Linked DNA regions of Mus musculus: all the other regions are linked to region 1. A link is a contact called in public HiChIP or PLAC-seq and promoter capture Hi-C data. All regions are on one chromosome and are shown on one strand. The core of a region is the stretch at or near the end of the contact, and the rest is flanking DNA. Distances in the headings are between cores, read along the strand shown. Region 1 holds the start of Skor1 (SKI family transcriptional corepressor 1). Region 2 holds the start of Cln6 (ceroid-lipofuscinosis, neuronal 6). Region 3 overlaps Itga11 (integrin alpha 11). Region 4 overlaps Iqch (IQ motif containing H).

What was found. Promoter capture Hi-C pulls out the DNA fragments that hold promoters and counts their contacts. HiChIP or PLAC-seq counts read pairs in DNA pulled down with a chosen protein or histone mark.
Region 2: a contact with region 1 is called in a promoter capture Hi-C map of liver, with 3 times the contacts expected there. The contact joins the promoter of Cln6 here to the promoter of Skor1 in region 1. A contact is called at or near these places in 21 of 39 promoter capture datasets (the 3T3-L1 cell line, 3T3-L1-derived adipocytes, the C10 cell line and 12 more), 2 of 15 datasets of contacts at CTCF or cohesin (the NIH/3T3 cell line and large pre-B cells), 46 of 484 Hi-C or Micro-C datasets (the 63-12 cell line, the AML12 cell line, B cells and 29 more), 43 of 115 datasets of contacts at active chromatin or transcription factors (the 230-238 cell line, the HPC-7 cell line, the NIH/3T3 cell line and 29 more) and 5 of 9 other capture datasets (adipose tissue, embryonic stem cells, liver and 2 more).
Region 3: a contact with region 1 is called in a promoter capture Hi-C map of the C10 cell line, with 4 times the contacts expected there. The contact joins the enhancer-like site here to the promoter of Skor1 in region 1. A contact is called at or near these places in 2 of 39 promoter capture datasets (the C10 cell line and embryonic stem cells), 9 of 115 datasets of contacts at active chromatin or transcription factors (cardiomyocytes, craniofacial prominence, embryonic limb bud and 4 more) and 1 of 9 other capture datasets (adipose tissue).
Region 4: an H3K4me3 HiChIP or PLAC-seq map of embryonic basal ganglia shows a contact between it and region 1, with 4 times the contacts expected there. The contact joins the enhancer-like site here to the promoter of Skor1 in region 1. A contact is called at or near these places in 15 of 39 promoter capture datasets (the 3T3-L1 cell line, the C10 cell line, the HPC-7 cell line and 11 more), 2 of 484 Hi-C or Micro-C datasets (the 63-12 cell line and bone marrow-derived macrophages) and 17 of 115 datasets of contacts at active chromatin or transcription factors (the HPC-7 cell line, the NIH/3T3 cell line, astrocytes and 12 more).

Annotation. Positions count from the first base shown.
Region 1 is chr9:63,145,680-63,148,510 of GRCm38.p6, forward strand. It overlaps Skor1 (SKI family transcriptional corepressor 1), which reads right to left and starts at 1,301. Exons shown (of 9, transcript NM_172446.3): 1 at 1,128-1,301; 2 at 1-899. The coding sequence starts at 1,234.
Region 2 is chr9:62,837,239-62,840,310 of GRCm38.p6, forward strand. Cln6 (ceroid-lipofuscinosis, neuronal 6) reads left to right here and starts at 1,547. Exons shown (of 7, transcript NM_001033175.3): 1 at 1,547-1,716. The coding sequence starts at 1,643.
Region 3 is chr9:62,762,551-62,765,481 of GRCm38.p6, forward strand. It overlaps Itga11 (integrin alpha 11), which reads left to right. Exons shown (of 30, transcript NM_176922.5): 18 at 257-367. Among named protein-coding and RNA genes, the nearest start is that of Fem1b, 48 kb to the right of the region's middle. Within about 2 kb of position 1,306, at least 29 of the 459 cell types and tissues checked have an H3K27ac peak or open chromatin away from gene starts, as enhancers often do.
Region 4 is chr9:63,488,936-63,491,809 of GRCm38.p6, forward strand. All of the region lies in intron 15 of Iqch (IQ motif containing H), which reads right to left. All of the region lies in intron 3 of Gm16759 (a long non-coding RNA gene), which reads left to right. Among named protein-coding and RNA genes, the nearest start is that of Gm25995, 48 kb to the left of the region's middle. Within about 2 kb of position 1,371, at least 15 of the 459 cell types and tissues checked have an H3K27ac peak or open chromatin away from gene starts, as enhancers often do. A contact at or near this core is called in embryonic basal ganglia, where this site is marked.

The DNA.
Region 1 (2,831 bases), core at 51-2,550:
CGGGAGGCCCAGCCGCCTCGTCTTCACCGCAGCGCAGACTTTTGTGGGGCGGTGGGCCTGGGGCCATCTCTGAGCCGCACCCTGGACCGCCACCGCCACCAGCGCCGCCCTTCCCTGCACCACCAGACCCGCTATTAGCGCCGCCTCCGCCGCCCCCTTGCAGGGAGAAGGTCCGCTTGCGCGTACCGCCATTAAACATAGCCTTGACGTCCTCCCAAGCGTGGCTCAGTTCGTCGGTGGCCGACTTGTCACTGAGTTTGAGGTGCCGACGCCACGAGTTAAAGTTGGCGGCGTCGGGCTGAGTGTACTTGGCGTCGGGTGTGCGGTGCGAATGGAAGATGAACTTGTTGGGAGAGAAATACATACTGCAGTAGCCGCACTTGATGCACTTAGCACGAGAGCTGTTGTAACGGGCAGGGATGAAGCTGCCCCGAGAGCCCCATGCGCACTCGTGCACCACGTCAAAGGCGAAGTTCTCAGGCAGTTTGGGGGGCTTGTGCTCGCCCAGGAACGACTTGCACAGGCGTTCGGCCTCTCGTTTTGTGATCATACCACAGCGGCGAGAGGAGATGGGCATGGCCCCGGCCCGACGCAGTATCTCCAGCTGCACCGGCGTGCATTGCACGCATGTGATGCCCAGGGCCACGCGGCGGTTGTGGATCTCATTGTAGCTGTAGTTTTTGAGCAGGGTGTTGGAGATCTGGGCTAGGCACAGGCGCTCCTGCCCATCAATGACCAGCGACACGATGGGTACCCCGTACAGCGACGTCTCGCCCACCTGGTTGGGTTTAAGGGCGCTGGATCCCGAGTAGGGCTGCAGCTCTTGCTTGGAGTTGGGAGAGGAGCTGCCCTCGCGTCCCGGCCCCAGCTGAGTGGTGAGAGCCTCCATGCCGCCGCTCCTGCGAAACAGAGAGAGCAGAGAGCAGATGAGCCATTTTTTTAGCGCCGCTACCTAGGTTCAGGCCCGCCCAGCGGGGCGCAACGTGTGGGGTGCGAGGGGGTTACTTGGCAGTGGGGAGCTCAAGCTCATTCGTCCCACGGACTGGCCCCTTTTGTTATTCAGACCAGCTTCTGAGCTGAAACAAAAGCACCCGGGGGGCTAAGGGAGGAAAAGGGAAAATCGAAACCTCAGGAAAGCCCCGGCTGCCAGGAAACCAATCCTGTTTTCAGATTGGAAAGGAAGTGGGACCCAGAGACGGAGAGTGACTTGCCCAAGGCCACACAGCAATGCCATAGCCAAATCCAGGCTTTCCAGCCGGCACTCAGGTTTGCGTGCCTTCAGCTACCTCACAGCTCGCCCTGCCCGCCAGGGTCCTGAAGCCCGGACTTCAGGGACCAGCGGCCCCTCTGCTCAGTCGCGCATGCACGCGTGCGGGCGGGGGCAGTGAAGGGAGAGGTGGGGAGGCGAAGGAGGGGCACTCACTGCCCATCACAAACTGCAGGATGTAGGGGTGGGGGCAGGGAGAAGGGGGAGGGATGGAGGTTGAAGGAGGAGGATAGAAGGAAGAGGAGGAGGCCACTGCTGTTCGCGGTGCTGAACCCTACCCTTTCCAAAGCTTGTCGCGTGCACCACGACCTCGGGTGGCCCCCAATGCACCTATCTTCGTGGTGACCGGCTTCCAGGGACAACAGTACCGGTTTGCACAAACCTGTACTTCTCTTCTGACTCCTTGAGCCCGGTGTTCCTTGAGCAGAAAGAGTCCAGCTGGGTTTACAAAACGCTTTCTTGCCAGCCATCAGTTAGGCCGGGATCACGCAGTCTCTAACCACATTTTCTGCATTTTTTAGCTGCATTCCAGACTAAAGCCGGCTCCCCTCTTGTCAGCGCTTGGGACAGAGAGGTTCTCACAGGCGTTTCTCTGGAGTCACTTTTTAGCTTTGGAAACATGCCCCTGAGCTTTCTGTCCTCTTCCACACAGCTTTTCTTACTCAGACCCAACACAGGCTCCCCAGGCTCTGGGCTGCTCCTTTTGTGGGGGTGACTCCTCTTTGAGTATCCTTCATGCCCCGACATCAGCTCAGATGGGCTAGAAGGAATCTTGGCCACTCTTGGAAGCCACTGTAAAACTCCAAGCACTAAAAAGTTGCTGCTGGTCCCTCGCTTTGATCTCTGGAGAAGGCAGAGAGGAAGCTGTATCCACAGTCTAGCCTGGTGGAGGACCCAGGAATTGATGTTTAGGGCCTTCTAGGTCGCCCAGTCACCTCACGTGTCTTCAGACACTCAGGGCTCCATGGACCCAATGCTGGGCGGCAGGCGCTCTTGCCGCCAATCTAGTCCCTAGGACTCCCTCCTCCGAACTTGGCTGGAAAAGCAAATCCATTTCAGAGGGGTAGCTTCACTCTAACAGGGATCCGAATTCCAAAGCTAAGAACCTGGCATCTTTGGTCTGCAGGTATCTTTCCCTCCCTCTGTTTGCTTAGATACTTATTTGTCGATCTTATCTGTCCCTGAGCTGTCTGTCGCTGCCAGCTCACCGCTCTTTCTCCCATCTATCTTGTATCTTGTTCAAGTATCAACCTATTTATTATCTGTTTCATCTCTTCCAGTCAAACTGAGGCAAGTTGATCCTCCCTTGTCACTGAAATCCCCAGTAACATTTTAGGAGGCAAGCAAACTACTGTGCTAACTCCCTGGCTGAGGGGTCAACAAGGCGAGCTAGGTGTCCCAGGGACGGCTCTCACACAGGCTGAGGAGGTGGCTAAGGGGGCCCGCAGCTGTGGGAAATGACGATGGCTTCTGGGATTTCTGGGCAAATGTACCGGGCCCGCATAGAGTGAAGAGGACACCCTGAGCCTGGAGCGTCCACCTGAAGCTGGGGCTCCTGAGTCCC
Region 2 (3,072 bases), core at 297-2,796, 310 kb before region 1:
AGATGAGTAAACTGAGTCTGGGAGAGGCCGAGCAATTTATCTGACCTCTGTGACACTGGTCCCCAGACAGTGTGCCTTGCAGATACTTCTCATGTTTGGCTTCTGTTCTCTTTTCTCATTGGGACATTGTCTCCTTGGGTTCTGGATGCCATCTATGTTCCTGCGGCTCAATCTATCTGCCAGGCTCCTACCGACCGACATGGCGTCTGAGCTTCACACCCATGGGTCCAACAGCATCCTGACCCAACCAAAGCTTCGTGGGTCCAAAGATGACGTCTCATTTACCTGTGCTTGCTCCACCCACTTAGATGCAGCGCCTGGTCACATCTAAACTCCTCTCCCCTTACAGCCATGCATCCGAAGAAGATAGCTCCCACACCACTGGGCATGTCTCACCCCCAACCCCCCTTTACTGATACAGTCCAGGACCCTCATTAGAACTTGGTACCCGACAGGCTGCACCTCCTCCATCTCTGGTTCTGCCTCTGGGCTGTGCCTGAAATGCACACATATGCCAGTCTCTTGCCAGGGCCCTTCCTGAGGTTCTCAGGGATTGGGGGCTCCAATCTAAACCCCTCTCTCCCCCATCTCAGCCAGTCTCTCACTCCCCTGAGCAGCGTGGTTCTCACACAACTTTCCACTCCTCCATACCAGCTAGTCTCTGGACAGGGTGTGGGAGGAGGAGGGGTGGGTGTGTGGGGAATTCTGGCCGTTCCCTCTGCCTGGAGCTCTTTCCTGTCTCCAGTTCATACTTCTCTGTCAGCTATCCTTCCTGTGATGCCTGTTTGGCCTTACTGCCTCTATGGCTACACAACCCTCAGAACTTCCTCCACCATTACCAGAAGCTACGAACAGAAGCGCTTCTGAACAGGGCTCATAGGTTCCTGCACAGAACTTACGAGGTTCTTAACACAATTGAATGAGGAAGGGGTGTGTGTCTTTCCCCAACGCCAGGACTGGATTCTGGACCACCTCGTTGTCCTCCAACTAGGAGAGAATTCACTATTCTCTTCACCTATCAAAGCACAGTGGATAGTTTATCGAGCAGTCTTTAATCTGAGGAAGGAGGGCTCAAAGACCCCGGGTCTTCTGATGACCTCACAGCTTGGTCATTCCAGGTCCCCGGTTCACCTTCGTCCAGTACCCTCAAGCCCGGCTAGGCAAGGCTTCCTTCCTGCAGAAATGCAGAGAACCCAGGAAAAAAACAAAAGCAAGCAAACAAACAAACAAACAAGACGCCAGGCTTCCCCACTGGAGTGCAGATTCAACTAAGACCCAAGACCTCTGGGACATAAGTTAGGCCCCTCCTTCTCAAACAAAACACGCCCTCCAGCTGTCTCCCTCCACCTCCGCTCTCTCATTCCTCCTCCCTCCTCCCCACACTCCATCCTCCTCTCCGGTCTTGCCCCAAGCCCCTCCCTATCCTCCTCCCTTCACCAGTTCTCCCCCTGCTCTTTCCTCCAGCTTCTCTCCTCCCTCCTCCCCTCCAGCCTCCAGCTCCTCCCCTCCCCTCCCGCCCGCCCTGGGGCCCCGCGCTCGCTTCCCTCTCTCCCGCCCAGCCTTCCCCGCGTTGGGCGCCGAGGCTCCGCGCGGCCCGCGCAGCCGTCTCTCCTCCCGGAAGGCGAGGCCGAGCGTGGCGGCCATGGAGGCGGCGACGCGGAGGCGGCAGCTCCTCGGAGCGGCGGGCGGCCCCGGTGTCGCGTTCGTGCAGGCCAGGTGCGCGCGGAGCGGGGACAGGGAGGCCGCGAGGGGCCCCAGAGTTTGAGAGACCTCGCCAGGGTTAAGGAAACCGCAGGGATAGGCTACTCGGGGGCCACCCCGGCCAGCCTGGCTGAGTCCCTGTGCCACTTCCAAGTTTTTAGGAACCTCCTGCTCTGGGCAAGACTGTGACTCTGCTCTGAATCCGGTGGCTCAGGGCCCAGGGAAAGTGGGCCGTTAACCGGGGACAGCGTGACTCTCCCATCCTGAATGAGAGACCCCTTCCCTCAGAGGGGAGATGTTTGGGGTTTATCTGGCTCGACAGGGCAGAGCCAGAGGCGCAAAACCCGCCCTTTCATCTTTTCCTCCAGTCTGCCTCCATCCGCTCCACTGACCAAAGCATTCCCGCCTGTCACATGTATTGATTAAACACCTGTCATGTGCCTAGCGTTGTGCCAGATGGCAAACAGGAAAGTCTGAGCCAAAGCAGGTGACAGCTAATTCTGGAGGGCTTTCTGGAGTTGAACAGTACAAGACTCTGCAGAGGACAGACACTTACTGCCGGGCATGGTGGCAATGCTTTTAACCCCATCACTCAGGAGGCAGAGGCAGGTTTCTAGGGGGATGTAATCCAGTTGGTAGTGACTGCATAGCATGCAGGAAGTCGTGGTTCTTCCCAGGCCACAGAAACTGGACATGGTAGACAGTGGAAGGATGTGAGGAAACACAAGGACTATACATACTAGTGTTGGACATGTCACACGTGTAAGAGAAAATCAACGACAGGGGCTGGACCAACTTTAAAGTGCCCTGAATGTCCCAGAGTTGGCCGAGAAGGCCCTAGAGTCTGAAGTTGGAGGAGGCACCTACTCTGGGTGGGGAGGCTGTTCACTTTGAGCAGGAAAGACCCCTTACCTTCCTCACCTGAGTGACCTGGTAAAAATGTATATTCCATATGCCACAGGTACCAAAGAGCCGTGGAGAGATTTGAGCACTCATGTGCACCAGGTGAATTTTAGGAAGTCCCTGGCACTGTTTGGAATGGTGGGGGAAGTTCTGGGAGACTGGGTTGAGGGCAGCCTTTTCATAGTTCCGACTGGGGAGCAATTCTCTGAGCATGTGCTGTGCTGCCTCTGGTAACATTTCTACCTGGTGGTCATCCTATGAGCTCTCCGTGGCGTAGTCACAGGGTAGCCATCTTAGTTTGTATATACACGTCATCAGGGCAGATTTGCCCTTAGGCACATTATTGAGCAGCTTCTTGTCACTTGAGGGTCCCTATACTCTAAGTATTAGGTCATCATCTCTGACTGATAAGGAAGTGGTCCAGTGTGCAGTAAGGAGGTGCCTGACCAGACTGAGGCTCAGGCTGTA
Region 3 (2,931 bases), core at 56-2,555, 380 kb before region 1:
CTCCATGAGGGTTGGACTTTGAAGGGTAAACAGGAGTGTGGTGAAACTTCAGGATGCCAAACTGGCATTTGATTTTCTACCTGGCACATATTTCTCACCTGCAGACCTTGGCAGAACCATTATCCACATGGGGACTTACCCTGAGGGCCACAGGCTGCTGTCCTCCAGCCTAGAGGGGTGGAAGTTCTATGTCTGCAGTCTTGGCCCAAGAAATTGTAGTCCCTCCTCTCTGAACTCTGTCCTCCTCTCCCCACAGGACACTGCAGACTACGTGAAGCCAGTGGCCTTCTCCGTGGAGTACTCCCTAGAGGACCCTGACAACGGCCCCATGCTGGACAACGGCTGGCCCACTACGCTCAGAGTGTCGGTGAGTCCTGCCCCTCTGCCACCCTGACTCCAGACCTGTGATGAGAATGGCTGAGCCCTTTCTTCCCTCACCCCTCTGCCTCCTGTCCCCAGAGACCCACAGCTAGTAACAGCAGGACAAGACTCCTTTGTTGGATTCCCATGTCCTCCTCACATGGAGGCACTAAGTGGCCCCTGGGGTAAATGAGATGCCCAGAAGGGACCTGTGACCCCATGGCCTCTGGTTTGGTTTTTTTTGTTTTGTTTTGTTTTTTGGTTTTTCGAGACAGGGTCTCTGGTAGTCCTGGCTGTCCTGGAACTCACCAGGCTGGCCTCGAACTCAGAAATCCGCCTGCCTCTGCCTCCCAAATGCTGGGATTAAAGGCATGCGCCACCACGCCCAGCTATGATCTCTGGTTCTTACCTCCCTAAGTTTTCAGAAAAGGACTGCTTTGAGCTTGCTCTTGAGTTTGCTCCGTATCTAACTCAGTGCAGGACTCACCCTGCCTGTTACCAAGTATTCCAAAGCTTTCTTTTTGCCAGTGCGTCCGGCTCTAGAGGCACCTAAATCCTCTGTTAATAACTTGGGGTGCTTGCTCTCTGAAGAGTCTACTCAAAAACGCCTCCCCATTTCTGTCTAAGTGGGCTGGGAGAGTAGGCGGGATTTGCATTGGACTGTAAGCTTTAGGAACTGGCTTAATCACAGCACTTAGAAACCGGGAGCTTCGAAGCTTAGGCACCCAAGCGAAGCCCCTCCCACAGCCTCAGATCTCTCCAGCACTGTGATAGGATACGCGGTGCGGCGCGCTGCCTCGCCCACGCTCCCACAACCCCTCCCATCCCCCCCATACACACCCACCCCTGCACACCCTGCCAGCCCTCCCCACAGCATCCTCTCACCAAGCTGGTCCTGTTCCCCTCGTCCCTTCTCTCCCATGTGAGTCACTGGGCTGGCATGGGAGAAAAGCTGCCCTCTCCAATCACTGACTTGCCTGATACCGTAATTATAAAGTCTGTACCGCAAGAGAATGGGTGCACGCCGCTCCCACATGAAGCTCGTGAGGCAGATTCACATGCAGTCACCCATGCCAGGACCCTGATGCCCTCAGGATCCTGACGCCAGGTAGAGATGGAGAACATGAGTCACGCCAGAGAGTGGTCAGGGAACTTCCTGCAGAGGTGGCTTTGAGCTCTTTGAACTTTAAAGGACGATTTGAACTCAGAGCTGCAGAGCCGGGAGGGTAAGGCGGGCGGGAGGGGAGGACCTGCATTAAAGCCAGGAGAACTGACTGTGTGTCTCCAGGGTGTGGGCGTAAGACAGTGGGGTAAATGTGAAAGATAGATAGAGCCAGAAAGAGTCATTGAGCATATTGGGGAGGGGGGAGCACCATCTGAATTCTAGGATCATGGTGTAATCACCATACCCAGTGTATGGAGCCCTGAGGGGCTGGGAATGTGGCTTAATTGGCAGAGTGCTTGCCTGGCATGCTCAGTGCCCTAGGTTCCTTCTCCAGTAAGGCATAAACTAGATGTAGTAGCACATGACAGTAATCCCAGCACTCAGGAGGACCAGAAGCAAGAGGATCAGAAGTTGAAGGTCATTGTCAGCAATTTCATGGGAAATTCAGGGCCAGCCTGAGCTACATGAGACCCTGAGCTAAGCCAGTTTGTGACACTGAGTACATCCTTCATCATCTAGCTGGAACTTCTGAGACTGGCTCCATCTTCTGCAAACTTCCTGAGTGGCTGGCTGGAGGCTTGAGCCACCAGAGGCCTGGTCCAGGCTTAGTGAAGTGTATACAGTGTCTTCTAACAATGTATCTAAACTAGCGCCCAGTCTGTCTTAGGAAGAGCCGGAGCTTCAGCACCCAGACCCTACTGAGCTGTGCTGTGGACGAGCCACAGGGCACACCCCATGCATGCTTCACACACCCCAAGCCCAGCTTCTGAACCTTACCTTAGAGCTCTGAAAGCATGCTGCTGGTATCTCCAGTCCACCCTCCAGAGTGTGAAAAAGAACCAGGTATAGCCCAGGCCTCTCCCTCGACCCCAAGAGCTTCTAGTTCCTAATGACCCCACCTCTGAGACCTTAAGCGGGACGATGCCATTCTCACCCTCCCGAGTGTCGCCCTACCTCCATGGGTTTCTCTGCCTCTAGCCCTGCTCCTCCCAGTCCATCCTCCCACCCATCAGCTTGTCTAGCAGGGCCCTCCTGTGCTAGTACTTGCTGGCTCCTGTCAGATACAAGGAGTGACCCAAGACCTTCCAGGACTGGCCTACAGAATCTGACCGCTGTTTTTATCTTCCCCTCCTATGCCTGGTATCTCTCTCTCCACAGCCCTGAACTATGGAGTTATCTCTCCAGCCTCAGTGCCCTGCACTTCCAGCCTTCTCTGGGATTCCCCACTCCCCTGGGGCATCCAGCCTGCTTGATCATGCTTCAGAACTCTGTCCCCACCTTGAAAATCTCTCTGAATACCTACAGACCCGAAGAGCTAGCCCTACCTCTGTCTTTTTTGCTCCTCATGTCTTTGCTTTTCTTGCACATTTCACACAAGATCCGTCTGTTCATGTGTCAGTCATCCC
Region 4 (2,874 bases), core at 121-2,620, 340 kb after region 1:
CATCTGCTAAAAGCGGCAAAGACAATTTTCCCTTGATAGCTAATGGCCCATTTCGGGTGTGTGGCAAGTGATTCGCTGCAGTGGCGGCTCTCATTAAACGGAATGTTGAAAACGCGGTATATAATTCCATACTTAGGTCGCATTACCCACTCACTGCTTCCTGAGGAGTCGATCCCTCATTAGCGAGGCCTCTACCTTGCACCAACATGCAGGCCTAGCAATTGATTCAACTTGAGAAGCATTTTGTCCAACTGAGGCACATATGTTGTACTTCCATTCCGAAGCTCAGCACAACTGCCTCACTGCAACCACAGCCACCGGAGAAGTTCATTCCCTCTCCACTCTCCAGCACTGACTGCTGCTTCTCTTTCCCCTCGCCACAGGGAGCACAACTGTTGTCTTTCTTTCTTTCTTTTTTTTCTAGGCTCATCCTGTCGCACTGCATGCTGGGGGGTTTCAATAGATAAAGATTAAGTGCTTCTAGAAATTCTTAATTGAACTTTACACATACACAAAAGGAGGGAAAAACTCCCCCTCCCCCAGGGCAAAACTGCCATCACACAAGCCTGACAAACGCTGCCCTCGCTTCCTGGTCTATCTGTGATTTCTCTCTTTAAAAGAGTTGCTTACATTACACCCCAAATTACTTCAACATCTGCTAAAGGAACGATTAGAAATAAATACAGGAATCCAGGGTGGCTTAAGAAGAGAAGAAGATGTTCGTGTTTGGAGAATGATACTGAAAAGTAGTTACTGCAGCAAATGGCTGGGGAGAGACAAATATTCTTACCATTGGAAAACAGTTTTCAAGGAAATTATACTGAATTGTAAGAATGACAGCCAGTAAGTACATATGACTGTTTTAAAGATTATACAGTGTTTTAAAGTGGGAATCAGGCTGTGTTTAAATCAACCATAAGTAGAAGTAGCCATAATCTAGTAGAAAGCTACTGGAAATAGGTTTTCTCCTATCCATGTAGAGACTTGGGACATGTAGAGAAACACCTGGTTGGGAGGACTGAGGACGATGATGGACACACTCTTTAAATGCAGAATGGAGACAAAAGGAAGCACACATTCCCTTTGGATTGATTCTCATTCAAGTAATGGGGAAGACTGAGTTCCAGGAATGAAACTGAGTTTATCAAGGGAGCCTTGTATTTTAGTCTGTACACAAAGAATGGGCATGCAGCACTGTTTCTCAATCAAGAGAAGAGAGGGACCTTTTTTGATATTTCCACACATCAGATACATGGAGTCAGGAGGATGTAGCAGCGTTGTAAATTGATTGTTTTCTTTCCACAGACCATGCACAGGACTAGACAGTGAGGGTTTGTCTAGAGCCTGGCTCAGTTACAGAGAGTCCTAGACTTCTCAAGGGCATCCCTGGTCCACCAAGGGGCACCGAGGACAGATGACCAGTAGCACATGGCACTGTGACTGTCAGAGAGTGAAAGCTTTCTTTGAATCCATTCCAAAAGCCTAAGCCTGCTCTGTGGTTTTCAGCAGCACAGACATTTCCAGAAGAACTCCAGCGGGACCTTCCCGGGTGTGAAAACACTAACCAATCCTCCTTTCTCTTATCTTCTGCTTTATTCCTTCCTTCCACGCAGTTATTGTGAAAAACTGGCAGTTAAATTCAATTGATTCAAATTTTTCTGGATCCATATGGCCGCCAACCCTGGAGCTGAAGCGGCGGCGCCTCGCCTCTGTTCTCTAGCATTTGCCTCTCCTCCCGTCCCCAGATGGTGGGAGTAACATTTAAACCTCCTTTTCTCTGCCTTGTACAATAGACCTTGGCACCATTTCAACTGTTTACTCCGGTAATTAACAGCTCTGATACCACAACAATTACAACTCCTCCACTCTCCACAATAATGCTATGAATTAGTGAGAGCTAATGGCTGGAAGGTAGAGTGTTTCCAGACTGTGAGATCTGTGCATTTTTAGAATAAAATAAAAGGTACAAACAGCACGCTTGCAGTAGACAATGATTACCTAGTAATTAGTTTACACAAAGCTTCCTATTTAATGGCAAAATGCTGTAATTAACGTGTGACAGAAAATCAAAGGGTACTTTGTAAGCATATGAAAAATTAACACTGCAGGCCCATAGCTTTATGTACTGATTAGAAGCATATTAAATCAATAGGACACACAAGCCAACAGCTTGTATAGCTGATTATTATAGGTCCTCGGAAGGGGTGCCCAGGCTTTCATTTAACTGGGGAGGCAATTTTCCTTCTCCTGTCATCATCCTCAGGCACAGAGAAGCACCTCAAACACATCCCTGGCAGCACCATGAAAATAACCACTCAACTGGAAGAAAACGTTCTAAGTCATTCTCAGAGCTAAGGAAAAATATGTACATGATTAAGACTTTCCAGTGATCTTGGTGACATGCTGCTATACTAATTAGAAAATATGCCAACTGGAACCAGAAGCATCCAGACCCAATGTTTTGGTCAGAATAATCTCTACTATATCAAGCCTCTTTATTCAACATGAAGAAAGCTCTAAGAAACACATTGTTTTCTATCCTCAAATGGTAAGAGGCCAGGATGCTATCTAGTGTTATTCTTTTAAAGGTATTAATTAGGAAAATCATAACAGAGAGAGAATTAGATCATTATGCTGAGGTTTTGATAGCATCTTGTATAATAGTAATTGATGTACACTACAGTAGTCTTGAAGGCTACAAAGCCTCCTAAATAACCTTGTGAATTGCCAAAGAACTGCTACTTTGTATTTATTTGCTCACTATTGCTTATATTTTCTCATAATAGAACTTTAATTAATATTCATAATAAAAAGCAACAAAGCAACAATATCTTAAACGTCCACATGCTAAGACTATTGCTGGCCAAGTCACAG